Regions from separate parts of the Mus musculus genome. Here region 2 is linked to region 1. A link is a contact called in public Hi-C data. All regions are on one chromosome and are shown on one strand. Each heading gives the region's core, a stretch centred on a gene start, on an enhancer-like site or on the middle of the called end of the contact. The rest is flanking DNA. Distances are from core to core; before and after follow the strand shown. Region 1 has its middle 22 kb from the start of Gm40750. Region 2 overlaps Atp2b1 (ATPase, Ca++ transporting, plasma membrane 1).

The links. A called contact is a pair of places that touch in the nucleus more often than the background predicts.
Region 2: a contact with region 1 is called in a Hi-C map of regulatory T cells, with 2.6 times the contacts expected there. The contact joins two enhancer-like sites. A contact is called at or near these places in 1 of 484 Hi-C or Micro-C datasets (regulatory T cells) and 3 of 115 datasets of contacts at active chromatin or transcription factors (CD8 T cells, bone marrow-derived dendritic cells and microglia).

The regions. Positions count from the first base shown.
Region 1 is chr10:98,782,160-98,788,057 of GRCm38.p6, reverse strand. No RefSeq gene overlaps it. Among named protein-coding and RNA genes, the nearest start is that of Gm40750, 22 kb to the left of the region's middle. Within about 2 kb of position 2,482, at least 30 of the 459 cell types and tissues checked have an H3K27ac peak or open chromatin away from gene starts, as enhancers often do. A contact at or near this core is called in regulatory T cells, where this site is marked.
Region 2 is chr10:98,972,888-98,978,581 of GRCm38.p6, reverse strand. All of the region lies in intron 2 of Atp2b1 (ATPase, Ca++ transporting, plasma membrane 1), which reads right to left. Among named protein-coding and RNA genes, the nearest start is that of Atp2b1, 61 kb to the right of the region's middle. Within about 2 kb of position 2,576, at least 21 of the 459 cell types and tissues checked have an H3K27ac peak or open chromatin away from gene starts, as enhancers often do. A contact at or near this core is called in regulatory T cells, where this site is marked.

The DNA of each region.
Region 1 (5,898 bases), core at 1,233-3,732:
TACATCAATCACAACTGTTAGGCTAAAAGAACTCTAACCTCCAGGGAGGCCAGAGTAAGGTGCATAAAAGGGAAGAGTCCTAAATCCTTAGGCCATAGGCATTCCTGGATTTTAGGAGATTGGATGGATGCTAGTTTACCAAACCAAATGGAATTTTCTCAGCTGCTTGATTCTATTCCTATATGGTAGTCTGCAGATCTTGATTTATCAGGGAAGCGAAGAATGCTTTCTTGTCAAAGGCAGGCCTAGTGGTAGTTTTAAAATAGTCTCTGTCAGGTTGCAGTCAACCATTGGACTGAGCACGGGGTCCCCAATGGAGGAGTTAGAGAAAGGATTGAAGGAGTGAGCAGAAGGGGTTTGTAACCCATAGGAAGAACAACAATATCAACCAACCAGACCCTCCCCCCCCAAGCTCCCAGAAACTAAACCACCAACCAAAGAGTACACATGGAGGGACTCATGGCTCCAGCTGCATATGTAGCAGAGGATGGCCTTGTTGGACATCAATGGGAGGAGGGTCCCTTGGTCATGGGAAGACTCGATGCCTCAGTGTAGGGGAATGTTAGGGCAGGGAGGTGGGAGTGGGTGGGTGGGTGGGTGAGTACCCTCATAGAGGCAGGGAGGATGGGATGGGGGTTTCTGGAGGGGAAACAGGGAAAGGGGATAACATTAAATGTAAATAAATAAAATATCCAATAAAATAATAATAAAAAAAGATAGTCTCTGTCTTTTAAGCTCTATAATGACCCCTGGTTTTCTTTCTTGTTAGCACCTACCTTCCTGTTCTCCTGAACTATGCCTTAGTTTGTCCTGTTTTTCTTTTTTTCTACATTCTGTGACTGTCTTCATTTCTTTCTATCTTCTGGCTTTTGTTCTGTCTCCAGGCCAATTGTCCAGTGTGTTTCTAATAATCCACTTTCGTCATCTTATTTGGTCTATTTTCTGTTGTTCTCTGAGTATTTGTTTACAATGCTTTGTGTTATATACTACAGTGTTGGTCAAGATTTGATGGACCACAGGGAGAGAGTCTATGAGACATTAGAAGGAACTGTCCAGTGTTTTACAACTGCAACAGAGATGAATTAATTCTTTTAAATGTTCTCACACTATTATTTAGTTGAGTCTACCAACTAACAGTTGTGTGCTTTCCTACTGTACTGGCTGGTTTTGTGTGTCAACTTGACACAGCTGGAGTTATCACAGAGAAAGGAGCTTCAGTTGAGGAAATGCCTCCATGAGATCCAACTGTAAGGCATCTTCTTAATTAGTGATCAAGGGGTGGAACCATCTCTGGGCTTGTAGTCTTGGTTCTATAAGAGAGCAGGCTGAGCAAGCCAGGGGAAGCAAGCCAGTAAAGAACATCCCTCCATGGCCTCTGCATCAGCTCCTGTTTCCTGACCTGCTTGAGTTCCAGTCCTGACTTCCTTGGTGATAAACAGCAGTATGGAATTGTAAGCTGAATAAACCCTTTCCTCCCCAACTTGCTTCTTGGTCATGATGTTTGTGCAGGAATAGAAACCCTGACTAAGACACCTACCATGTGTGAAGTATGTCTTCTGGGAGGTACTGGAACAGGACACCATTGCAAAGGTCATAATGGAGTAGAATTGTATGGTTCACCTGGTGTGACATTAAAGATCTCGGTCTAGGAAATTGTTTGCATATCACAAAAGGAACACATAGCAGCCAATGAAGGTGGGTAGCAGAGGGACAGTGAAGTTATCAAAGAGTGCTACTGAGTCTTCTAGGGGAATCCTGCTACATAGCAATGAAGGTGGTTTCCCTAACACCTTTTAGAAATGTGCAGTATCTGTGGTTTGAAGAAGAGAATTTCCATTCAGGCTTCCTCACCTCTGTCGACCATCCTTGTACTCTGCGGATCCTGCTAGCATCCTGGAGCTCAAGCTGTGCATGGGATGGGTTCCTTACCAACTTTCTCACCCAGATGTCACTCTGAAATTCGATGTTCATGAAATATGGCACTTTATTAGAACAATAGACACTTTCCAGAGACCATTTAGGCCTCAGCTTTGCCAGTGTTTTGGAAAGAGCACAGCCTTTGGACTGTTTAATTCCCATCTGTGTCTTAAGTAAATACTCTCCAGCTTCCTTAAGGTGATTTTCTTAGAACTACAGTTGCATTATTATATCATATGATAACTCATTAAAGATGACATAATTCCATGCTAGCATTCTATTTTAAGACATTCTCCTTCATTTTTTTTCTCCTCAATGTCCATTATATAAAGATTATAAAAGTACATTGGTCCAAATGTTATTTCTAAGTAAAATGCATTATACTTATCAACTACAGTTCTGCTTGAGGTAAAAAATTGAGATTGGGTGAAAGGAAAAGTAATTACATATATATGTGTGTGTGTGTGTGTGTGTGTGTGTGGTGTGGTTAAACTCAGAGTCTGACATGTATAACTGGCAGCTGTTAAAAGTAATGTTTTAAAATAATGCCTGGTAATGCAGGAAGTGGTTGCTACAAAACAAACGCAGAAAAAAAAGCAAGGTGTGGTCCCATGAGGATGGTGTGATTGTCAGTAGTTAAAAACATTGGAAGGAAAATACTGAATGCTAAGGGTTTATATCTGAGACAAGGTTATCTCTGCTTTAAGATTTTTTTCTTTTCATGTGCCTTGTAAGCTTTTCATTTTAAAGTATACATAGTCACAAGAAAACCTGTAAATATTGTTTGTTTCTGATCTTATGATATTCTTTCAAGTTGCATCTAATTTTGGAATCTCACTCGAAACCTCCTCTTCTTTATTTGCTGTGGTTCATATATTTCTTTGCCTTTGTTTTCAGGGAGTCTCAGGTAGCTTGGGCTGGACTTCAACTAACAATAATATCAAATTAATGTAGAAACACATGAACAATCTACCTTAACCTCTTAAGTATTAATATTACAGGTATGGTCTACCATCCCCAGTTAGATTCTGATTTCTTATCTTTTATATCTCTGGCTTTATGTGTTTGTTAAAAAAGCTAAAGAAGAGATTACATAAAGCCTATGTGATAAACAGAAATATTATTGTTTTTATAAAAGCCGCGTGTCTGAAGAAAAACAGAACACCATGAGCTATTAGAAGAAAATCAAAGTCAAGGGCAGTCAGTGTTGGAAAAGAATGGGGAGCTGTGGCAGACTTGGTTATAAGTGCCTTCCTGTAACATCATTGGCTGTATAACTCAAAAGATGAAGAAATTGATGTTCAATGCAGCCATGTGACTGACTCTATCAGGACAAATGGAATCCATGGTGCCCCAAAAGGGTCTGTCTTCTCCTGATTCTTTTGTTTGACTTGATTGTAAGTAAATATGTCTGCTGACATGTGCACACTCAAAGTATAATCACACAATTGAAAATTTGTTGAGGAATGCATGATAGAATGGGTGCGTGCCCATGTATTTTACTGAGTTTTCCAACTCTCTTTGACTTGTGTGTATTGGATATAAGTTCCCTGATGTTGGTCCAGCACTGCATGAATTCTGTTTTAACTTCCTCCAGCTGTAGGAAAGTTCCTATTCCTGTCAGGTCTCAGTACCTTCCATTAAGAGTCTTAGTAAGTGCTCTTACCTAGACGCCACATCTTAATAGTTTAGACTACTCCCAGAACACTACTATTTTGGATCCAACAAGGGCTTGGTACATTTCATTATGCTGGTATTATATGTAGATTGATAAGGGCTAATGACACAACAAAGACTTCTAGATAATTAAGATAGTAAGTGTGGGAGCCATGGCTGTAATCTCGTGTGCATCTTTATAAAATCAGGGAAATGAAATTGGCCTATTTTGCAGTTGGCTTTTAGACACATTATTAATGCTGCTTACATAACTACTTCCTAACAGAAGAAGCTTAAGTTAGTGACAGTTTTCTTAGGAGTTAAAGTAGAGTAGTATTAATTGAGTTCCAAATGCATTGCTGAAACAAAGACACTTTGGTAAGGCCAACAAGAAAAGCCTTCCTGTGTGGATTGACAGTGACAATCACACAACACATAAAGTATTTGATAAGACCAATCATAATGAGGTGGAGAAAATTGACATACCATCAATATCACTAAAGCTATCAGACTTACATATATTTTTTTGCTGCTGTTGCTGGACAACAATAGTTGTTACTATTTTGTACTATTTTGTACTATTTTGGCTTTGTAGCTCAGGCTAGCCTTCAATGTAGCCTGGGTTGATTCTGAACTCATGGTTTTCCTGCCTCAATTTTTTGAGGACTATCCCTAGCTTTTGTCCCCGCCGGCAAGAACACACTCAGGACAACCAGAATCTTCTGCAGCAAAGCTTTTATTGCTTACTTATCAGGAGGGAAGACCCGAACTGGGAAAATGGTGCTGCTTATATAGCCCGCAACGTGACGTTTCAGCACCTGATGTGGCGTGACAGCTCCTGATTCGTTACTCGCCCATCACCCCATTGCTACGCCGCGAGATGGGCAGTGACGAGGTGTGAGTTCACTCTTGCACTTGCACATAAGGCTTGTTTACTAGTTAGGCGCAGTGAAAGCCAGCGCCATCTTAGAATGGTGATTGCTCACGGCACGCACACGATTGTTCGCGGCACGGCTCTCCACAGAGGACTGAATTTACGTAAGTGGATTATTATACCTAGTATCCTTGGGTTTCTATTGCTGCAATGAAACATCATGACCAAAAAGCAACTTGGGGAAAAAAGGGTTTATTATACTTCTAGAGCATACTCCATCATTCGAGAAAGTCAGGAGATGAGCTCAAGAGGGAGTAGAACCTAGAAGCAGGAGCTGCTGCAGAGGCCATGGAGGAGTGCAGATTCCTGGTTTGCTTCACATAGATTACTCAGCCTGCTTTCTTCTAGAACCCAGATCTACCAGCCCAGGGAATGGCACCACTCACAATGGATTGGGCCCTCCCGCATTGATCAATGATTGAGAAAATGCCTTATAGCTGGATCTCATGGAGTCATTTCCTCAACTGAGGCTCCCTCCTCTCTGATGAATCTAACTTGTGTCAAGTTGACACACAAAAGCAGCCAGTACACCTAGCTTTTCCATTTTGAAAATCATGTTTTAATTAGTAGAACATCATCTGCATCTTTAAACGGGTTGGCTTATGCATCACCTGATGAAGTATCCACTCGCTTCCTGGAAGTTTGGTCAATTACAGCCTGGAATACAAAGAAGAAAGACTTTTCTTCAATGGTGTAGTAAGTTATGTATGACAAAGACAAAATAATAACAAACGATGATGGATTAAGATGTTCTTGGAGTGTAGAGGGAATCGGTCTAAAGACATGACTGAATTCTACAAAGTATTCAAAAAGTTCAAACCCATGGGAAGTGGTGGCAAAGTTGGTTGTCCTAGTGTTTTTTTTGTTTTATTTTGTTTTGTTTTTGCAAGGATTTGCATTGTTCATGAAGCAGCCATCCCTGAATTTTGATCCAGAACAGTGCTGTGAGCAAAGGAACCCAGCTGTCAGTAGCAATTTCAGAATGTAGTAAATAATTTACTTGCATTTCTCAGAAAAAAAGGCTAAGGGAACACATAACTCTCAAAATTTTCCTCATGGGGTATGTTGGTGGAGGAGGGATATGAAGGAGGGTTCATATTTCATATTTCACTGTAATATGGATAACATCCCTCAGCATAAAGAAAAAGCATGATAAAAAATCTCTTTCTTCGAATTCCATTTTTCTTTTTTATGAGGGACTGCCTCCATGGGCAGCCTCTTCCCTGAGCCATGTCTGCTGGCCCAGCTTGGGCTGATTTTACTTCCCCTGCCCAGTGTCTCCTCCCATTCCTCGTAATTGGCTTAGCATACTTTACAGCTCACTCTTCTGTTTCCTGCTGCCTGTGGTAGGAGGGGGGGGGGGGGCATTGTTCTTTGTTGGCTCTGATGGT
Region 2 (5,694 bases), core at 1,327-3,826, 190 kb before region 1:
GGAAAGGACGGCATTACTAGAAGAGAAGGCTCTTGTTTTCAGTGCTTCCGTTCATTTCAATGCTGAGCCAAGAAGAAAGCCAGCGATATCTGACTGCATCACTAGGACAAGAAACAAACATGTAGATCCGAAGTCATCACTGTCGAATGTACCAAAAGAAGATTCCAGAGAATTTTCTCACTAATAACTGTAACATGGTCACACTTCAAGGCTTCAGAAAGCCTTAAAGACAACTCAACCAAAACTTTCCTCGGAGCACTCTCAACTCTGAGACGGAGTCACCAGAACGAAGACGAGAGAAGGCTACAGTAAGAAAGAGAACACTAGAGTCTGGTAAGTCTGGGTCATTTGTTTCGTCTCCTGCTTCGGTGACCTCACAGTAAGGAGGAAGAAGGCCAAATGCTTGTCTGCTCCATGTTGCTCTCCACTTTCTAAGAAATGGGTATACATTTTTAAAAAGTCTTCCCTAATGGAGATTTCCATTGATCACACAACTTGATCACCTAACAATATTACCATGATAATCACAATTTTATCTTTTATTAGCTACAATGTTTTATGTTACTATTGAAAAGAAAAGCCACACAGTTAAAGCGAGCACCAAGAAAAGCAAGTAGCTTTAAGGATCCCTGCGATTTTCTAAACATCACTCACACCTAAGCACATGCTTACACCACACAAGCGTGAAGTTGCTGGAGAATTAGAAGACCTAAGACGCAGGTCCCATCCTGAAATCTTGTTTTACTTCTCATCTTGGAGGGAGCAGCAGTACCATTTGTTGGAATAACCGACAAGGTTGTTTAGAAGAAAAAAGCAGAAGGCATTAACTCTGCAAGTAAAAAAATTACAGGGTAAAGTTCACTAAGGGGGGGGGTGGAGACAAGTTACAAATTTGAACGCTAGAAGTGTCAAGCCCATTTGGAACACAAACTTGAATTAGAGATTTAATGATCTTGGTATTATGAAGCAAAGAGTTTTGTGAGTTGTCCAAAGATGTTACTTACTATCAAGCAACTTCCAGACAGCAGACACTGTTCTACACACTGGGGGCCAGTTCTACACTCAGCAAGTGTAAATTATGTCCGAGAGAGACAAACAGATATGTTTAAAAGATACCTGGAATTCAGGGAAAATGATTTTTCAGAGGCCCCTAGAATTCAGAGTAGACTACATCAGCTTTTCTAACAAACTACCACCTGAATGAGTCTGACCAATGAGGAGGAGGAGTCGGTCATGAGAAGGCCGGAGGGAGGCCCTTTCAACATCGCAGACGCAAAAGCCAGAGATCAACAAAGGGTTACAAGATTTAGGAACCAGAAGCAAAGCAATGTGGCTCAGGTCCAGTGATCAAGGAGCAAAGAAAGAAGAATGGGTCAAAAAAGATAGGCAAGATTGTGGGGGGACATAAAAGATGATCATTATTCACTTTAACTGTGATGGAAACTACCTGGCAGCTTTAAAGGGGGGAAGTGATAACTAATGTGTAATTTAGAAAGGTCATTCACATGGCTCTGTTGGAGTGCTCCAGGGGGAAAACCCGGTCAAGGGACTGTTGTGCTGTGCAGAGAGACAGAAGTGCTTGATTCTGGATTTTAGATGGAGAGGCAGAGAGGGGAGTAACTGGATCTGCCAGGTACCCTGGAAGGAGATCAGACAAATGCGAGGAATGAAGGATGTAGGATGAAAGGGAGAGGGAAAAAGAAAGAATGGTATCTAGACTCAACTTTTAACTTTTTTTTTGGTACAAGGACTTGAGTGGGGGAGGTTTACTGGAATGTTTGAAGCTGGTGGGTTTAACTGAAAATCACGGCTAACACGTGTGCACTCGAGTGGGCGGACGGGTGGCAGCTGTTTACCAAGATCGGGCCGGCTTTGGGACCCACAGGGCTGGTGGAAGGGGAACGGGGAATTAACAGTTCTGTTTTGTAGACCTGAGCAAACAAGGGGCAGTATCTAGTAAGATGACTGCTAGTCATATTCAGAATTCTCTGCAAAGTCTGAGAGAGGCAGAGGGCTAGCAACATGCAAGGATTCTGGGCTGGAGACACCAGCCAGATGAGAGCATCCTTAGAGAGCAGGCAGGAAGGCTAACATGAAGGATGTGCTACGACAGAACCCAGGACAGAAGGAAGCAGGCTCACACAGCACTACACATGCTTCCATAAGAAAGAGGCTTAAAAGATGATACTGCTGGCTACAGGAAATGCTGGGGTAGTGGGAGAGGGCTGAGCAAGATACAGGCAGAAAACGATCCATTTTTCTTTCACTAAACAAAAGATGATGAGCTTGAGGAGACCCCTCCAGCACATGTGGAAGAAAGTCTGGCTAGAAAGAACTGAGGAGACAATGGCAAGGAGTGAGTAGAACTCCCCCCTCCCTCCCCTAGAAGTGTAATACAGTGGGGAGAAATAAATTAGTATAGGTGAGCTAGAGAGGGTATTGTTTGTTTTCTCAAAGATGGGTGGCAGACTTCAAAGCAGGTTACCGACCAAAGGAAATGAAGAGAACAGAGAGATGACAGGACGATACAGGACGTGTGGATATTATTAGAGGAAGGCCTGTGAAGAGGCAAGGGGACGGATCCACGTGAGGGTGTCAGTGTGACGGACATCGGGAAGATGCTGCCACTGCTGAGCAGAGCATGGGGAGCAAGGAAAACACCTGCTCCTGGGTTTTAAATGAGAGAAGTAGCAAATTATTTCAGATAATGTATCAAGGACTATCAGGAGAATTCTGCAGAGTCCTGTGGGCGTGGCTGCTTAGGGCACAAGGGCAACCAGCCAAGGTCAAGCACAGTTAGCTCCATGAAGAGAACAGACAACCACAATCCATAGAAGGCTCCAAATGTATAACCTTTCTATGTCTGCATCCACCTAGGTGGGAAGAAAAAGGTAGCCTGAAACTGATCAGCTGAACAGGTAAGACAGAGTAACAGTACCATCTTATACTGGAGCAGAGAGAATCAAAACCGATTATATCAAGTCCAATGTGAAGAGGATTACCTCTTCACAATGGTGGTAAGCAAGATTATGTCTGGAGTGTAGGAGATCCCTTAGGGCGTCTCTTAGTACTACCATGTCCTGTGATTAAAGTCAATGGGAAACTACAACAGCCTAATCCAAGCAGGATGACAAAGGACGCAGACCCATCAGGAATGAAGGTATGGGTCAATCCTCCAGGAAAAGAGCCAAGACCTGCTGAGGTGCTGGCTGAAGGTGACTCTTGTAAGGAATATCGACGACTGCATCTCAATTGTTGCTTCTAACTTAGGAGAGGAGGAGGAGGAGGAGGGAGAGGAGGGGGAGGAGGAGGAGGAGGAGGAGGAGGGGGAGGAGGAGGAGGAGGAGGAGGTGGTGGTGGTGGTGGTGGTTTACTAGAGTGTTTGATGCAGGTATATTTGGCTGAGAATCAAGGATAATCCATTCCACATACAACTAGGAACTGTGCGACTATGGATGTATATATGTGTACATGCCTGTGTGGCGGTGGGGGTGGGTGGGTATAACAGTTAAGGTGACTTCCCTATATAGGACAGAAGGACACAGACTGAAGAGTATATGGCAATGTGTTCATGTGCATCCTTCTTCACTGTTTCAGTTTTGAAGGAGAAGGTGATCCCTCAGTGACCTTCAAACTTTCGATCCTTCCATCTAAAGTCAGACTTAAATACACGTTCCCATATCCCATGTGCCAGGCACTGTGGGAAGGTACAAAGCACACAGGATGGGTCGGGCAGGATGCCTTTCCCTGGTTCTTGACCTTAAAGGACTCAAGAGTTTGGTAGGGATGACTAATAATCAGACACACCCAGTGTATTACATATTAGATGGCAGTGGAGGGGACACTAGGAGAGTATACACAAAGAAATAGACTCCAAACTCACAGGGCTGGGATGGGTGAAGAAATTCCAATATACTCATTTTTGGTATCTCAATCTTGATACTCTTCTTATATAGTGTTGTAGGTGGAGGTAAAATATGCTAGAGACTAAAAAGACTAGAAACAAGAGCTAACAACGTGACATACCATTTTTAAGAAAAATGAAAGATTCTCTGCTTCAAACATTAAGAACCAAAGATAGGAAAAAGGATCAACTTAGAACCAGATCACAAGGAGAGTTCTAGGTCTACTGGAGAAGTCTAAGCTTCATTTCAAAAGCAATGCTAAACAATAGGTGGCTTTAAGACCAGAAACAGGACAGGCAGAGACACCAATTATTACCCCAGCTCAATTTTTGAAAGACAAGACAGTAGATCCTACCCACAGGGCACAAAGAAAAAGACACCGTGGGTAAAAAGAAAGAAGAATTCCTAAGGCTTAACGACTACACCAGAATGGGTTTAAAAAATTCACATAGAAATCAAAGCCATTCAAGTTTCTAACTTGGCAGCCACACAGGTGACAGTTTCAGCAGAAAGGTTTAGAGAGGTTCAGGAACGGAGTTGTAGGAAAAGAATGAGGAACTGGGCTCCACCCTCAAGGCGAAGGAGAATCCTGGGCAGGAACTGTTCATATGGGAACTATGAACACCCAGGTGATGGCCTGTGATATCATCAATAGGCTTTTGGATGGCACTGCCCAGAAGGCTGTACCAACCACCAGAAACCCGCAGACCAGGAAAGTACGGGGGAGGAGGAACATGCAGAAGCAAGAAGGAGAACTCCAGGAATATGTTCAGAAGACAGAAAGGGAATTCGATCTACTGTCACCTAACAATGAAACTTAGAAGCATAATAGAAAGCCAATGACATGTTACTTCAGGTTCAAGTATGACTTTTAAAGTTATATGCTTGCTACGGAGTTGGACAACTAATTAACACAGCTTAAAAAAAAAATCTATAAGCAATGAAAACAAGTGACCAGAGAAAGCATTCAATGCTCTACTGCAGGGGCAAGCAACCCTTTTCTCGGACCAGGCTGTGCGGGAGCGACATGGAACTCAGAAGCACAAGACCGTACATGCTAACACACCACAGCCATGCAAACATTGGTGCTAATCTGCAAAACCGAGCCCAAACCACAGGGCATGAGAGCATTTTTTTTTTAAGAGCCCCTAAGTCACTAATGATTTATCCCTAGGGAAAGGTCGATTTTCTCTAAGACTTAAACTGTATCACCACATGGAGACAAGGTCAAAGTACACAGGTGCCAGAGACTTACTTCTAGGGAGAGCAAATATCAGCTGCCACTTAAAACATGGAAACTAGGCAACCAATGACAACAGCTGCTATGCCTCTCCTGCCTCCCATCATGCACCGCCACTGTTCCTAATGACGTCTTTAGCTTCCCCTGTTGGTTTTTACTTTAGCCCCTCTTTTGCCTCATTTTGATAATCATCACTTAGAAAGCTCCGCTTCACCTGACTTCTTCCCTCTGTGGCGCACGAAGCCACGCCCGGTAACTCAGCATCTGTCTTTAATTTGTATTAATTCACTTTTATACCTTGTTTGGTGCAGTATTACGACATAACAAATATGATACGGGAGCTAGAGGCATGCATCCAGAAGCCTGCAGCAGAGTCTTCTCTGCCACCCAGCACAAAGCACAAGAAAGATAACGGGGGTAAGGTAGAAAAGATACCCGAAGCCACCGTGAAAGTTAGCGGACCGAGAAATGGGATTTAGAGCAGGAATAATAGACTCGATAGAGGAAAGTAAAACACGAGAGAAGAACAGTTTAAAAGAATTTTAGGTG